Linked DNA regions of Mus musculus: region 1 is linked to region 2. The links are chromatin contacts, called in public Hi-C maps. All regions are on one chromosome and are shown on one strand. Each heading gives the region's core, a stretch centred on a gene start, on an enhancer-like site or on the middle of the called end of the contact. The rest is flanking DNA. Distances are from core to core; before and after follow the strand shown. Region 1 overlaps Tenm4 (teneurin transmembrane protein 4). Region 2 has its middle 19 kb from the start of Tenm4.

Region 1 (2,700 bases), core at 72-2,571, 520 kb after region 2:
CAAATTGTTTGCTAGGGGCCTGGTTTTAATCATTGCTTCAATCAGAAGAAAGGGCTCAGATCCACATCATTCTAGGGTGGGGTGTTCTTCTAGCTAGGTGTCAGGGTGATATTTATCACATTTGAGAGTTTTTGGTTTTGTTTTGTTTGTTTGTTTGTTTGTTTGTTTGAGGACCCACAGTGGCCCATGAACAGAATTTCATCTTCTGAAGGATTCTTGCACTAGACTCAGAGACCTGAAGTCATTGTCAAAAATACACATACCCAAAAGAAAAATAACTCTTAGCTCTGTGTAAAAGAAAGGACAAGTGTCTCAAAGCACATATCTATGAATGCTAAGATCAACCTGAAAGCCACTGCCCTCATTATATGACAGCTGACTAGTTGCAGGGAAAGATATTTGTTGGAGCCACACATAGGTTTTAAATAAAGTAATGTCATCAAAGCAGCTTCCAGAAGTTTGATCAATTAGTTTCTTTCTCATTTAAGAATCTTAACTATCATTTCACCATATTAAAACTATACGATGTATACCTATAATAAATGTGTTCATCGTATCAATATGAAAAAGTAGGCAGAGTATAGAAATTAACTGATGTCACAAGCTTTGTGTTTGTTTATTTTAAATATTAATGTTGTTTGCTTTTGAAATTTTTGTTTGTGTGTATATGTGAGTATCTTTGTGTATGTGCACATGTGTATGCAGGTATGGAGGCTAGAAGACACTGTCAGAGTTGGAGGTATTTGTGAACTGCCAAATTTGGGTGCTGGGATTTGAACTCTGGTCCTCATGGTTAAGCAGTAGGAGATTAAACAGGATACTAGATTCTCACATCATAGGCAGTCCTAGAACTTCCTTCCTGGGCATTGCCAGCTCAGCGGGCTCTTCTCTAGTTCTGGAAGCAAATCCCTCTCTATAAGGCTCTCCTCATAAAATTGAAATCCACTCAGGACAGAGGCTCATAGCTGTTCCACTTTGTCTAAGTTTAATCCTGTGAGCAGCCCACAAATGTACTTGTGTTCCCCAGTTCATAATCAAAATTTAATTAGAAGAACCTTTGCTGGTAAAATAGATGGCAGAGAAGCCTTTGTTTTCAATGTTTGGTGGCTTTTTAAAAAGCACTTTTTTTGTACCCAAATGACAAAGTCTGGGGGTAGTGAACTTTTGACATAAGGAAAATAAATCCTTCAAAAGAAAATCTACGGCCACTTGAGGCTTGGCCTCGCCCCAGCAGGAATTTAGGAACAGTTATAACTGGACCCCCCTTACCAGCTCCCTCATGGGTCCAAATCCTTGGCTTAATGCTTGCATTTCCATAATAAAAGCCACCATCTCTCATTTCATCACTAACTTCCCAGGAACCCTTTAAAGACCCAGGCAGCGCCATTGTAGGAGGATTTCCCTGGGTCCTTCTCTGCCCTCCCTCTTGTCCCCTCTGAACCTGTGGGTTTTTCCAAGGGAGAGATTAAAGCAGTAGCAAGGAGCTGTTTAATTAAACTCTCCCCCTCCCGTCTCCAAAGTTGCTGGAGACTTTTTTTTTTTTTTGACTTCTCCTTGGCAATGCCTAATCACTGTAATTTAGCAGATTCTGTAATTACTCACCACACACGGAAGCAGTTTGATGGCTGTTTCTTTGTCCTGCCTATTCCAACCTCAACTGACAGCTGAGTTCACCCTGTGAATGTCTAAAACAGCCTGGTGGGAGGCAGTGAGGTGCAAATTCGCCAGTGAGCTTTGAAAGAGTCTGGGTTATAAGTAAAAGGGCTAAAGGCATGGACTAGCCCTTTGTGCAGATCCTAGGAGGGTGGTTAGTACTTGCTGAATTTTTGTATCTGTACATTTAGAATAAAAGTCTACTTGCAGGACAGTTGAGAGCAAAGGGGAAGAAACGTGGCCCTGGCTGTGGGGCACCCAGGGCCCACTCCACCATGTTCTTGCCTGAACCTGAGACCTACAGCGAAGGAAGCCCACTCCAGCCTCAGATGCTCAGTCTCCATTGTACACCTGAGCAAAGAGGGACCAGACGGGCTCTGACAATTGCTTGGGGATCCAGTTCTATGTCAAGACCGACTCTTGCTAGGATTCTGTCCTGTGCAGAAGGCCTCTCCTTAGCCCCTACCTAGTTATGACATAATTATAGGCTAGACTTAATACCATTAATTGTGAAGGAAAGGATATTCGAAAAGTTATGCAATATATGCAGTCACACAGCCAGGAAATGGGAAACGTGATCTTTCATACATGGACGTGATTGCAAAGCTACATTTGTAACCTCCACACTTGTGGCTTCTAAAATATAGTTCTTTTCTGGTTTTCTTTCTATTGTACTTTTAAAAACAAATAGGTTGTTTTTGTATAGTATATTCTGATGATGGTTTTCCCTCCCTCAGCTCTTCCCAGATCCTCTGCACTTCACCTATCCAAGGCCACACCCTTTCTTTCTCTTTCTCATTAGAATACAAACGGGCATCTAAAAAATAAGATAAAATAAAAACAAACAAACCAGAATAGGACAAACACAATAAACAAACAGACAACAGAAATGAGACAAAGAAAAAGCACAAGAAACACACCCGGATACTGAAACCCACACATCCATACACAGAGAAAACATGTAAAACTTAAATCAGAAACCATAATATATAAGCAAAAGATATATAAGGGGGGAAGCCTAAATAAAGCATTGTGAGATGAAAATAA
Region 2 (2,700 bases), core at 84-2,583:
GATCCAGACTTGTAGACTTGTAGATTGGAGAGCTTGCTAATTCAAGGTAGAACACAGGTTGTTACTGGTTTTAACAGCACAGCATTAACGGTTGTCCTTGCTCTTCCTACCTGCACTGGACATCAGGAAAGTAACTGTCTTAGCAGCTGGGAAGGATGGAGAAGTCTATGCTCAGGGTAGCATTTACTTTCTTTGATGGAGGACCTCTTCCTCTAGGGCCATAAGGAAGGCTTGGCCATGACCCGCCACAGGGGGGAGCCCAAGAGACTGAGGCTAAGGATAGCAGAAGCTGGAGCAGGACAGAGACCTGCTGAGAACAGGTCATCTGTGTTCTAGGTGAGCGAGGGTAACCCTTGAAAGTCTAGTCTGTACCACTGAGGCCATAGAGGCAAGAGTGGGTAAAGGTGGTGATACACCTTGGAAAGCTGTGCAACCAGGCCTGGAGGATGAACTCAGCTTTCCCAGCTCATCTGCAAGCTATCCTGAGCAGAGCGGGGAGGAAGCAGGGGACTTGATGAAGCCCCTTGAAATAGCAATCTATCCCCATGGACACCCTAAATTCACTCATGAGGGGGAAGCAAGATTGCATTCCACTCAGAGCTGCTTCTTAATACTGATGAGTTGTAAGATGAGCATTAGCACAACATAAAAATTATGATCATGATAACAACAATAATAAAAAGGGTTTAAATTTGTACAGCACGTTATAGTTTGCAAAAATGCTTTCCCATTCATTAGCTTGTATGTGCATCATAATAGCCCCATGAGAAAGACAAGATGATGGCTGCTAGCCATTTTATGGGTGAAGAAAGGACTCAGAGGGCTCAGGGATAAAGTGACTGGTTAACAGCTGGTGGGAGGTGAGATCTTTACCCCAAGCTCGAGGCTCTTTGCCAAGCCTTCAGAGAAAGGCTTGGGCAGCCTTGCTCATTGCTCTGAGGTTATCACCAAAAGACAGAGTGGGAACCATCGGTGAAGGAAGCTCAAACTCAGAGTGACTTCTCCTAAGCCTCCCACTGTGTGATTTGGCTCATTGGATTTGAAACGCATCGCTGGATACCTCTACCACCACTGGTCAGAAATAAGCCAAGTCGGTAGCAGGGGTTCCAGAATTCAAGCTCCTCTGTTAGTAAATATTTGGGGAACCACACTGATAACTCCTTCAAAGACAAGTGTGCAATTCAACGTTCAGGAGCAAAGGAACAGGAAAGTGGAAGACCCCAAAGCTGCAAGACATCCAGAGAGGAACAACAGAGACACAAAAGAGGGATCGAGGAGAATAAGAAATCTGGTTAAGAAAGGGCAAGAAGGGGGAGCTAGAGGGATGGCTCAGAGGTTAAGATTGCTTGTTGCTCTCGCAGAGAACCTGGGTTCATTTCCTGGCATCCTCATGGTGGTTCACACGTATCCTTAACTCCTCTTTCAGGAGATCTGACTCCCTCTTCTGACCTTTGTGGGCACCAGGCACATAGGAACTCATACACATAAATAAATCTTTAAAAGAAAATGTAAAGAAAGGGCAGGAAGGATGACCATTAAAGAGGAGTGAAAAGGAAAAAAGAGGGGGAGAGATTAGTTTGAGAACAAAAGAAATCGGCACAGCCTTGGAGAAAAAGAAAGGGGGGTGGGAAGTTGCCTGGCTTTGAGTAACAAGGAAAGCATGTGTTTTAAAGAGGCGATTAAATATCTTATTCTCTTGTCCCTAAATGTAAATGTTTCTGTCTCCTTGGGAGTTAATCAGGCTTAAAGCAATTCTAAGCCTTAAGGGCTTGGCTTAACCGCAACAAAGAATGTGTCCAGCATGCTGACCTCTGTCGGGCCAGTATGTAAAGGCAGCAGAGAAAAGAGATTAAGGAGCTGCCCTCACACCGGCGGTGCAGCCACTCCTATCAAGGCATCTCCAGCCCCTACCCCCACCTCCACCACCCACTCCCCTGTCCCCAGCGGGCAGAAAGCTGACCCACAAACGCAGCTGTGAGTCAGGAGCCTTTTAAGCACGCTTCCACACCCTCTGCCCCTCTAACAGCTACCAGAGGAGACGGAAGGCTGAGAGAATCCCCATTGGCTGAGAGAGTGGTAGGCGGGGCATAACCCTCAGGGGTGGAGTCTCTGGCAACTGCTTGGCCTTCCGGGCCTGTGGTAGTGAGTATTATAGGAACTTCTCTAATCACAGATCCTGCTGTTTCTTCTGTTTGCTATTTATTGTATTTGTGGTTTTATTAAAATCCTGCTACATAATATATTGTTGTGATTTTTCTAGCTTAAAACAATTTGCAAGTCAGGAAATTGGAAAGAGCAGCGAAATGGCTGGTCTCTGCTTCTCAAAGTTTAGGTCTTCATACCTAAAAAAAACCAAAGTATGAAAACAGCTAGGAACTTCTTCACTCACATATCTGTGCAGCACATATGAACTATTGGCTGGAGTAAGGCACTAGAGGCTCTTTCTGTGGCATAGACTCCCTCATCTAACCATTGGCATCCTACAAACACAGCCAAATTCAAGGAAAAGAAGAACCAACACCCAGATCTTGATAGAGCTGGGGGTGAGGTAGAGGTAGTTTCCAATAGAACATGCCAGGAAGATGAACAGCTTTGAGAATGGCATTCTCCTTAAACCACTACACTTCTATCAGGTACCATTGTCCACCTAGGAATGAGGAGTCTGGTCTTTGAAGGATGAAGTAATGGATCCCCGTTTCA

The links. A called contact is a pair of places that touch in the nucleus more often than the background predicts.
Region 1: a contact with region 2 is called in a Hi-C map of the N1E-115 cell line, with 7 times the contacts expected there. The contact joins two enhancer-like sites. A contact is called at or near these places in 1 of 484 Hi-C or Micro-C datasets (the N1E-115 cell line), 1 of 115 datasets of contacts at active chromatin or transcription factors (astrocytes) and 1 of 9 other capture datasets (embryonic stem cells).

The regions. Positions count from the first base shown.
Region 1 is chr7:96,671,135-96,673,834 of GRCm38.p6, forward strand. All of the region lies in intron 7 of Tenm4 (teneurin transmembrane protein 4), which reads left to right. Among named protein-coding and RNA genes, the nearest start is that of Gm15413, 130 kb to the right of the region's middle. Within about 2 kb of position 1,322, at least 30 of the 459 cell types and tissues checked have an H3K27ac peak or open chromatin away from gene starts, as enhancers often do. A contact at or near this core is called in the N1E-115 cell line, where this site is marked.
Region 2 is chr7:96,151,213-96,153,912 of GRCm38.p6, forward strand. No RefSeq gene overlaps it. Among named protein-coding and RNA genes, the nearest start is that of Tenm4, 19 kb to the right of the region's middle. Within about 2 kb of position 1,334, at least 151 of the 459 cell types and tissues checked have an H3K27ac peak or open chromatin away from gene starts, as enhancers often do. A contact at or near this core is called in the N1E-115 cell line, where this site is marked.